3 separate regions of the Columba livia genome follow, and all the other regions are linked to region 2. The links are chromatin contacts, called in public Hi-C maps. All regions are on one chromosome and are shown on one strand. The core of a region is the stretch at or near the end of the contact, and the rest is flanking DNA. Distances in the headings are between cores, read along the strand shown.

Region 1 (2,723 bases), core at 33-2,532, 100 kb before region 2:
TGACAATGCTGCTAATGTAAGTATTCTTCATGAAAACTAAATTCAAGGGCTACTTTTATTAGTTCACTGTTTAGGGATCACAAGTACATGGACCTGGTGCCACCAACTTCACGCTATGTCGAGCACAATGAGATATGTGCACAACCAGACTGCTTTTCCCAGAATTTTGAATCACAAATCCAAAGTACTTTTAAGTACACGTATCCTCTACAGCGTTCCATGTCACCCAATTCAAATATCAACTTGGAAAAAAAGCATCTTCATCTCTGTTAGCCTGTGATCTCTTAAGGGTGGATCTTCCCCCTACATGTTGCTTTTGCAGACAAAACAGTATTTTAACATGTATTATTGAGGACTTTGAATTACTGAGAAGGGCAAAGTTATGTTTGGATGAAAAAAAATTACTACAAAGGAAATTAATTTATATAAGTTTTACTCTTCTGTACACAGGGAGTATTACTTTTCCACTGCTTTACTCTTCACTTCCAGAAATCACTATACCCTAACAGGTTAATAATTTCAGGTGCATGAAAGCTTAAAGCAGAACCTCCTACATTTCACACTGAATAACTTCAGCTGCTGTTCACCTCCAGCTGTAGCGATTTAAAAGTGTCACCGGGGGGGAATAAGGCAAGAGGGGGGGTTTACCATAAAGAGCCACAACACAAGAAAAAGACATCTTTAAAGAAAGGCACGTCTGAAGAAAATAGACAGTGTTCGGGATGTGAGCAGCAGGTGGGTGACAAGGAGAGAAGAGGCAGCTCTCGCCTCGGCCTCCCTGCGGACTGGCTGCCCCTCTGGGCCTCGCACCCGCCCCACCGACCGGGCCCCGGTGGCGAGCGCCGAACACATGAAGAAGGGAGAGGCGCCGGCGGTCGGGAGCCCGGCGATCTCCTCGGGAGCCCCGCCGCCCCTACCTCTCTCCTCCGCGCTGCCCATGGCGCGGCGCCTCACGCACCAACGGCCGCCAGGTACCGCCCCCCCCGGGGAATTCAAATAGACCTTCCCGGCGTCCTCTGTGCTGATTGGACAGGCTGCGCCGGAAGGGGCGGGCCCCCCCGCCGAGCGTTGTTATCTTCCAGCGGGTTGTGAAAGAGCCGGTCGTCATGGAAACGGGCGTGGGGGAGCCTGTAACTCACAGCCACGCCGCAGCGCGGGTCACGTGGCCTTCCCCTCCCCCACTTCCCGCTGCAGGCACCGCGCCTCTGTCACGTGACGGGGCGCCCTCGGTGTGGGAGCCGCGGCCCCCCCGCCATCCCCTCACCCCCAAACCGGGCCGCCCTGCCCGCTTGGAGCCGCCTCCCTGTGCCCCCCAGCCCCGGTGGCCGAGCTGCCGCGGGCGCCACGGTGGGCGGGCCGGGGAGCGGTTCGGCTGCTGAGGGCGGTTGGCGGCACAAAATGGCGGCCGGGAGGCGCGGGCTGTGGGGGTTTCCCGCGCTGGGCCCGCCCCGCTCGCCCTCACAGCGTGGCGGTTGTTGGTGTTTGCACAAGAGAAGTGAGGTTGGCCTCGGGGAAAGTTCCAGCGCTTGACCTTGTAGGCCTGGCGTGTTTACATGTTAATGTACAGATGGAGAGTTGGGGTTACATGGGCAGGTGATGGAGGTTTGCTCAGGAAACATGGGTGACCTGATGGCTTTTGTGTGTGACAGGAGTTTTATAACCTTTATTAAAAATAAGAGTTAGAAGCTTTTGTCCGGTGAAATTTACCACTAACATACACGTTTTTGGAGACATTGAGTGGGGAAAGTATATTCTCCTCCATACTAAGCAACAGCATTCCGTGCTCCTTAGGAATTATGGAATTTCCACATTGCATCAAGTCACACAAAACTAGAAATAATGATGACCCTTATCCTTAAACTCCAGGAGTGTGACAGAAGCAGCTGAGATCCCAATTACGACTGTGAGAACAATGACCAGCGGCAAGTAAACATCAGTGACAAAGTGAGCTCTAACAGTAATTTGTAGAGTAATAACTCAAGTGCACACACTGCTTAAATAAACCAGCTTTTGTGTATATAAGCAAATGCATATCTAGTAAACTAGAACCTAGATTTCAGTTTGGTGTATGCGCAGCTCTGCAAAGCTGCGTTGATTTGTTAGGCGTATGTTGGCTTAAACTAAGAAGAGAGCTCAGGAAAACCAGCGATGTTTAACTTGAAGGGTGGAACACAAAACGAGGAAGTTGTTTGAAAGAGGAAATCAAAAGGAGTTACTTGCAGACTAAATGTGAGACAGAGATGAGGTTTTGTGTTTGTTTAGTCTTCTCAATTCTTTAAAACCTTAGCAAAGTTAAACAGTACAGTAACACGAACCACTAAAATATATACAAACAAAAAAAAATAAAAATAAGCTACAGTAAATGTAATGTGTACATGAAAAGATGGGACAATTTGCTGTTTTCACAGCCTTTGCAAAAAGCCTTTTTCAGACTCATTAGAAGCAAGAAGTCTCCAGGGTCAGTAGGTAGAGAGTGTCAAAAGGAGTATTTTTGGAGAAAAAATCTACAACAAGCTATATTAAATCACTAACTCCTACTGAAAAGGAGGATCCCCTGTTAGAAATGGGCAGGAGATGGTATCAAAGAACCTAGTCAAATTGAAGTGCTGCTAAAAGAGCAAATTAGTAAGAAGAAAAAGTGATGGATCGAGGTGGTATTTCAAATTGCTGAGGGAGGAACAGCTGTGGCTATCCAGAAACTAGGATAGGTCTGACTTAGGTGT
Region 2 (2,700 bases), core at 2-2,501:
ATATTACTTCCCAGGGTTATGTTAGATGAGTTGCGTTAATAGAATTGCCTTTTTTCTACTCAAAATTGGTAAGTGATGACACACAGGCTGAGGTGAGTCATGAGTCTGATACAAGGTCGCTCTGCCAGTGCGATCCTTGTGTTTCCTTTGGGAGGCAGGTGAGCAAGATCTGCTTCTCTTGCGCTTTGCACACGTTGCCATTGCTGGAGATACGTCCAAGCCGCAAAAATTGCAGGTGTGTGAGTAGACAAAATGGAATTTATTGACTTGGGTTAAAAGTGCTGTGAAGATAAGGTATATACGTTAGCACTTGAGTTAATGTCTCCGAGGGATTCCGGGATTCAGTCGGTACATGATGTTTAAATTCGAGTCTTGTGTTTGCTTTTAGTACAAGACAGAATCGTATGTTCTCACCTTTCAGTTTAAAATCGTGTTATTGTCAGTGTGTTAAGAACAAACAAAATTTGTCCAGCCGACGTACTGCTCAACTTTCATGGGAAGCCGCAAGCAGCAACAGAGGTGTTTTCAAATGTGTTTCAATTAATCTTCACATTTGATTTGAGTATGTAGAATAGTCGTTCCCCTGCCATCCCCTTCTGCGCAGGATTAGTTCCACTGGAGAAAACAAACGTTGTGTTTTGAAGCTAGTTCTGGCAGACTGGCTTCAGTTCTGTTATTTTAGATGGAGTTTATAAAAAAAAAGTGAAGGGGACATTTCAGAGTTTCCACTAGAAATACACGTAGTGTCAGCCAAAGCTGTACATGATGAATAGCTATTTAAGAATATTACATTTGACCTGGAAATCGCATTGTTTCAGTTTCAGGCCAAGGGCGTATTGTCTTGCAGACAGCGATGAGGAATCCTCCAGCGCTGGGTCTTCGGAAGAGGATGATGCTGCCGAACTGGCGGGAGAGAAGCAGGTGACTCCAGGAGCAGAAGGGTGAGCTGTGTGCCGTCTTGGTTAATCCTTCCCTCCCAAGCTCCAGACTTGGTGTAACCAATACCTTGGTCTGGCCCCGTCGTGCTCATTGTTGCTGTGTGAGTATATCCAAGCAATTAAGCAAACACAAGTCACCCATTTCTAGAGCAAAGAGCAGCAATCAGGCGGTGAGTACAGATGGAAGGAAGCTGCTCTGCAGTGCTTTCCTGTGCTGGGAGCATCGTCCACGGTGACCTGTACAGCGCTCCCTTTGACATCCCGATGGGGTTATAGAGAAAGCAGAGTCTTTGGGGCACAGAACCTGTGGGACTGTCCCCAGCGTTTTGCCTGAGCCAAGAGCAGGATTTTGTGTGTGAACTTTGAAACGCTCTGTTCATATACAGCATTATACCCACGCTGATCCTGCTGATCCCGTATTTCCAGTGTGTTTTTTTTCTCTAAGAACACAACTGTTACTCAATCCCAGCTTCTTGCTCAGGGTTTTGTGGTTTGTTGTGCTTTTGTTATTCCCCTGGAAGGCTTTGCGTGTCTCGCTGTGCAATACTGCCCTCCCGTGCCCTGCAAGAGTTTGAAAGAGAATTCCCAGCATCAGTTTTGCCACGTCATTCCTTGGTTTGGCTGCTGCCCTGATTGTTTTATTTTGCTTTATACATCTGATTGAAACAATGTCTTGCAATGAGCAATCTGTAGTAACACTGAAATGTCTCGGACAATAATGTTTCCTATGTCTGAACACATCTCAGTGATTTTTACAGGGAGTATACCAAAAGGCTCCATGACATATTGAAAATACTCATTGGAGTCTCCTCAGAGTTTTATTCCCAAAAGCTTTTGAAATCTGTGTGATGAGTTGTTGGAATTATTCCAATGGATGTGTTTTTCCATCTTTAAAAAATACAATGATCATATAAAGAACCCTTAAAGAGAACAAAGGATTTTTAAATACAATACTGAATTTCCTTACACCTCTCAAAAATCTGCATTACTGTCCTATAGAATCTTATGAGTAACTGCTGTTTAGAATTTTTATATCAAAAAGTATAATGATTTAATAGGAAATCCATGGGTGTCTTAGCAAGGTTCAAGGTAATTACCTTCATGTACTCTTTCTATTCTCCATCTAAAGGTATGTTGGAGGACATCGGACAAGTAAGATCATGAGAATCGTGGATAAAATTACTAAGTCAAAATACTTTCAGAAAGCAACAGAGACTGAATTTATTAAGAAGAAAATTGAAGAGGTGTCCAATACTCCATTGCTGCTAACAGTTGAAGTACAAGAGTGCCGAGGAACACTAGTAATTAACATTCCACCTCCACCTACTGACAGGATATGGTAAGGTGATGTTTCAGGTGTGTGTTGCCTAAGGAACTGCTGCTAAAAGGGGTTAAACCCCCCTTTTTGAAAGGGATTCTGGAAGAGATGCAATACAAACTAGTTGTAAATGAGATGAGAACTGTTATTAAGAGAACACTGGCAGTTCACACATAATAAAATCTGTTCTGTTCATAATAAAACCTGCTGTGTCTGCTCTCCTAAGGTACGGCTTTCGGAGACCTCCCTACCTGGAGTTAAAAGCTCGGCCAAAACTTGGTGAGAGAGAAGTGACTCTGGTCCATGTGACTGACTGGATAGAGAGGAAACTGGAACAAGAGTTTCAGGTGTGTTTCCGTTACGTTTTCATTTCCTTAATTGTAGTATTAACCAATTAGAGTGGTGGGGTTTTTAATTTTGTATGTCCCCTGTTTCATTCAAGAC
Region 3 (2,700 bases), core at 116-2,615, 75 kb before region 2:
TGGGAAACACTAGTGTGGTTTTGCTGAGCTTTGTGTGTCATGCTGAATTCTTTTATGGGGGGAGGGGGAAATCTCCTTCCTTCCTATTTTTTGTTATCAATAGCCAAAGTTGATGTACCTTTGTTCTCCACCTGCCATGTGTCCTCCTTCTCTTTTCCTTTACATGGCTCTGGAGACCATGGTTGGCAAACAGCCAAACCATCAGTCTTTTGTTGGTGGTGTATTTCAAACAGGCTGGATTAAGCAGAACAAACACTATCTCTAGTTAATCGGCTACTTCTTAGTCATTAACGGCTCTGACTATTGTGCCATTCTGTACTCCCTGCAAAACAGCTAGTTAGGTGCTTGTTCATACTGCCGATATATTGTTAAACAAATGAGTGTTTCCCTCCTGCTTCCTTTTGCCAAATACCACACTTATGTGTGTAATACAAGTATTAAAGTACACCTATAGCTTTAAACTATTGTTTTGGGGGAAAAATACAGTTTTCATTGACCCCCCAAAAAAGGGTGTTTCACATAACAGTGAAGCTGTATGTCTCATAGAGTTTTGTGGGTGTGTTTTAGTAAGCCTGGAAAATGACACTGGAAGTAAAGGAAAGCATTGACTCTGTCTACAAATGAAAGAAACGAAGGGATTTAGAGTAAAATACTTGATTTTCAAGAAGAACTAAATCACTAGTTAGGGAGTTCTGGGACACACAACTTGAGAAAGACTTTTTGAAGGGCACGATTTCAACTCACTTTCTCAAGCCTGTAGACTGAGTCAGTGTTAGGACTCAAGTCGAATGATTTAACTCTTGCTCCCAAGTATTCTCTGTTTCAGATTGCAACAGTGCTGCTTCAGATTTCTGCAGACAAATGAAACTCCAACCAGTTCTTTTCTTGTGGGATTGAAATTTTATGATTGTGCATGCCTTGCACTGTCTTAACTACATAAAATAAAATCTTGTGCATTTCTGTGGGTTTGATATATGATGGTAGTATGAGAGGTGCATCTATCAGTATTCTCATCTAAGACGAAAGTAGCTATGGTTTCCGAGATAATTTGAATTTATTGCATACCCTACAGTAAAGCTGTTCTTTGCCACAGCAAAGATGAGAGACCTAGAAATGGAGGCAAAAGGGAAGAGTGAATAATTATATACATGAATTATCCAAAAGAGTTTTCCATGTCAAGATGAAGGGAAATATTTTCTCAAGGATCTGCTGAGGTCAAGCAGCAAAGGTAATTTGTGTTTCTAAATGGTTAATTGTGACTTAAAAATACCCGTATTGACAGGAACTACAGGATAAATGTCATTGGAACTTCTTGTTTTTTTAATACACCTTAAGAAATTAAACAAAGCAAATGCATTTGGTGGCGCCCTCAGGAAAAGTCCAGTCACTTCCTGAACCGTAATCTGCCTGTGAGCAGCAGATAGATTCTCATTGTTTCCCATTTCCAGTTTCCAGTAATGGGAACGATTACTTGATCTAGCCAGTTGCTGTTGAAGATCTGGGAAAACTTACAGATTTTAATGGCAAAATTTTATCTGTTTCCATAAAACAACAACAGAAAGAAAACCTCATAACCTGGTTTTGGTACCTCAAGGCATCACCTCTGATGATGAATATTGTTTTATTTTGGAATTAAGTGTCTGTTCTTCAGGAACGAGATGTATCTTGCTCTTCTGGTGATTTTCTTGCAGTGTAAGTTTGATAACTAAATATCTGGGTGGATACATGTGTTTCTGGTTTGTTTGGGCTTTTTACTGTTTCCCATTACTGTCTGTCGGTCTGTAAACTTTGAAAATAACATTACTTTTCATTTTTTTCCAGGTTCAGGACTTTACACTCAGGAGGGAGGTAAGTCATTCTAGGGTTTTTTCACATAAAATTTTAAAATAAGTAATTTAACTAATTCCTCAGTTGTTGGTGTGCATCCATAACAGAGTTTATCTTGTTTTGCTGTACTATAGCTCAGTGTGAAATTTGGCCTTGTAAAAACAAAAATATATATATATATTACTTGGTGGTGTTTCTTGTTATAGTATGTAAGTGACAGATGTGCTGTTCATATTTTCATAAATGTTTTGGTGAAATCATTCCTAATTTGCTTTAGTGTGGCATACAAGAGAAGAGAAAAGAGAGGAAATTTAATTACTAGCATTTTGTTTTGATCTTTAAAAAACCCTCTCGTACCCAGAAGCAAGGGGGTAGGATAATACTATAGAATATAAGTTAAGGGCACTCTCTCTTGCTCTTTTTATTGCAAAATAAAAGATAATGTCTGAGCAGAGTAGTCAGTGATTCAGTCCCTCAAGACAAAGGCTGAGCAGCTGGACAGCGTGTGCTGTGACAATCAGTAGTTGCTTCTTGTGTGTCTGTGCAGGGAAGGTAAAGCTGCTACCGCTCTCAACATCTGTGAGATCTGACCGGGAAAATTAGAACCCCTGCTACTAGGGTAGAAATGAATTAAATTTTGTGAGGAAAATGTAGCAGCTTGAGATAACAGTATTATGTCGGACAAGCTGAAAATAAATATAACTTTTTTTTTTCCCCACAAGTTTTTACTTTCAATACAGTTGAAATCAAAGTTCAGCCTTCTGTCAAAGTAAAGAATGGAGCTCCTATGTCAATTGTCTGCCGTGCTGATATTAGCAAAAATACTGATTTCCAGCTGAAGCATAATTTTACAATTTTTAAGGATGGCAAGCT

The links. A called contact is a pair of places that touch in the nucleus more often than the background predicts.
Region 1: a Hi-C map of liver shows a contact between it and region 2, with 2.0 times the contacts expected there. The contact joins the promoter of CEP95 here to the enhancer-like site in region 2. A contact is called at or near these places in 2 of 2 Hi-C or Micro-C datasets (crop and liver).
Region 3: a contact with region 2 is called in a Hi-C map of crop, with 4 times the contacts expected there. The contact joins the promoter of PECAM1 here to the enhancer-like site in region 2. A contact is called at or near these places in 2 of 2 Hi-C or Micro-C datasets (crop and liver).

Annotation. Positions count from the first base shown.
Region 1 is chr18:10,572,594-10,575,316 of bColLiv1.pat.W.v2, reverse strand. It overlaps CEP95 (centrosomal protein 95), which reads right to left and starts at 1,282. Exons shown (of 22, transcript XM_065034125.1): 1 at 918-1,282. The coding sequence starts at 939. It overlaps LOC110362970 (a long non-coding RNA gene), which reads right to left. Exons shown (of 2, transcript XR_002420747.2): 2 at 2,242-2,723.
Region 2 is chr18:10,469,777-10,472,476 of bColLiv1.pat.W.v2, reverse strand. TEX2 (testis expressed 2) reads left to right here. Exons shown (of 12, transcript XM_065034115.1): 9 at 819-941; 10 at 2,068-2,277; 11 at 2,483-2,603. Among named protein-coding and RNA genes, the nearest start is that of ERN1, 6.8 kb to the right of the region's middle. Within about 2 kb of position 1,251, at least 1 of the 3 cell types and tissues checked has an H3K27ac peak away from gene starts, as active enhancers do.
Region 3 is chr18:10,544,600-10,547,299 of bColLiv1.pat.W.v2, reverse strand. It overlaps PECAM1 (platelet and endothelial cell adhesion molecule 1), which reads left to right and starts at 1,365. Exons shown (of 16, transcript XM_005508006.4): 1 at 1,365-1,692; 2 at 1,822-1,848; 3 at 2,550-2,700. The coding sequence starts at 1,659.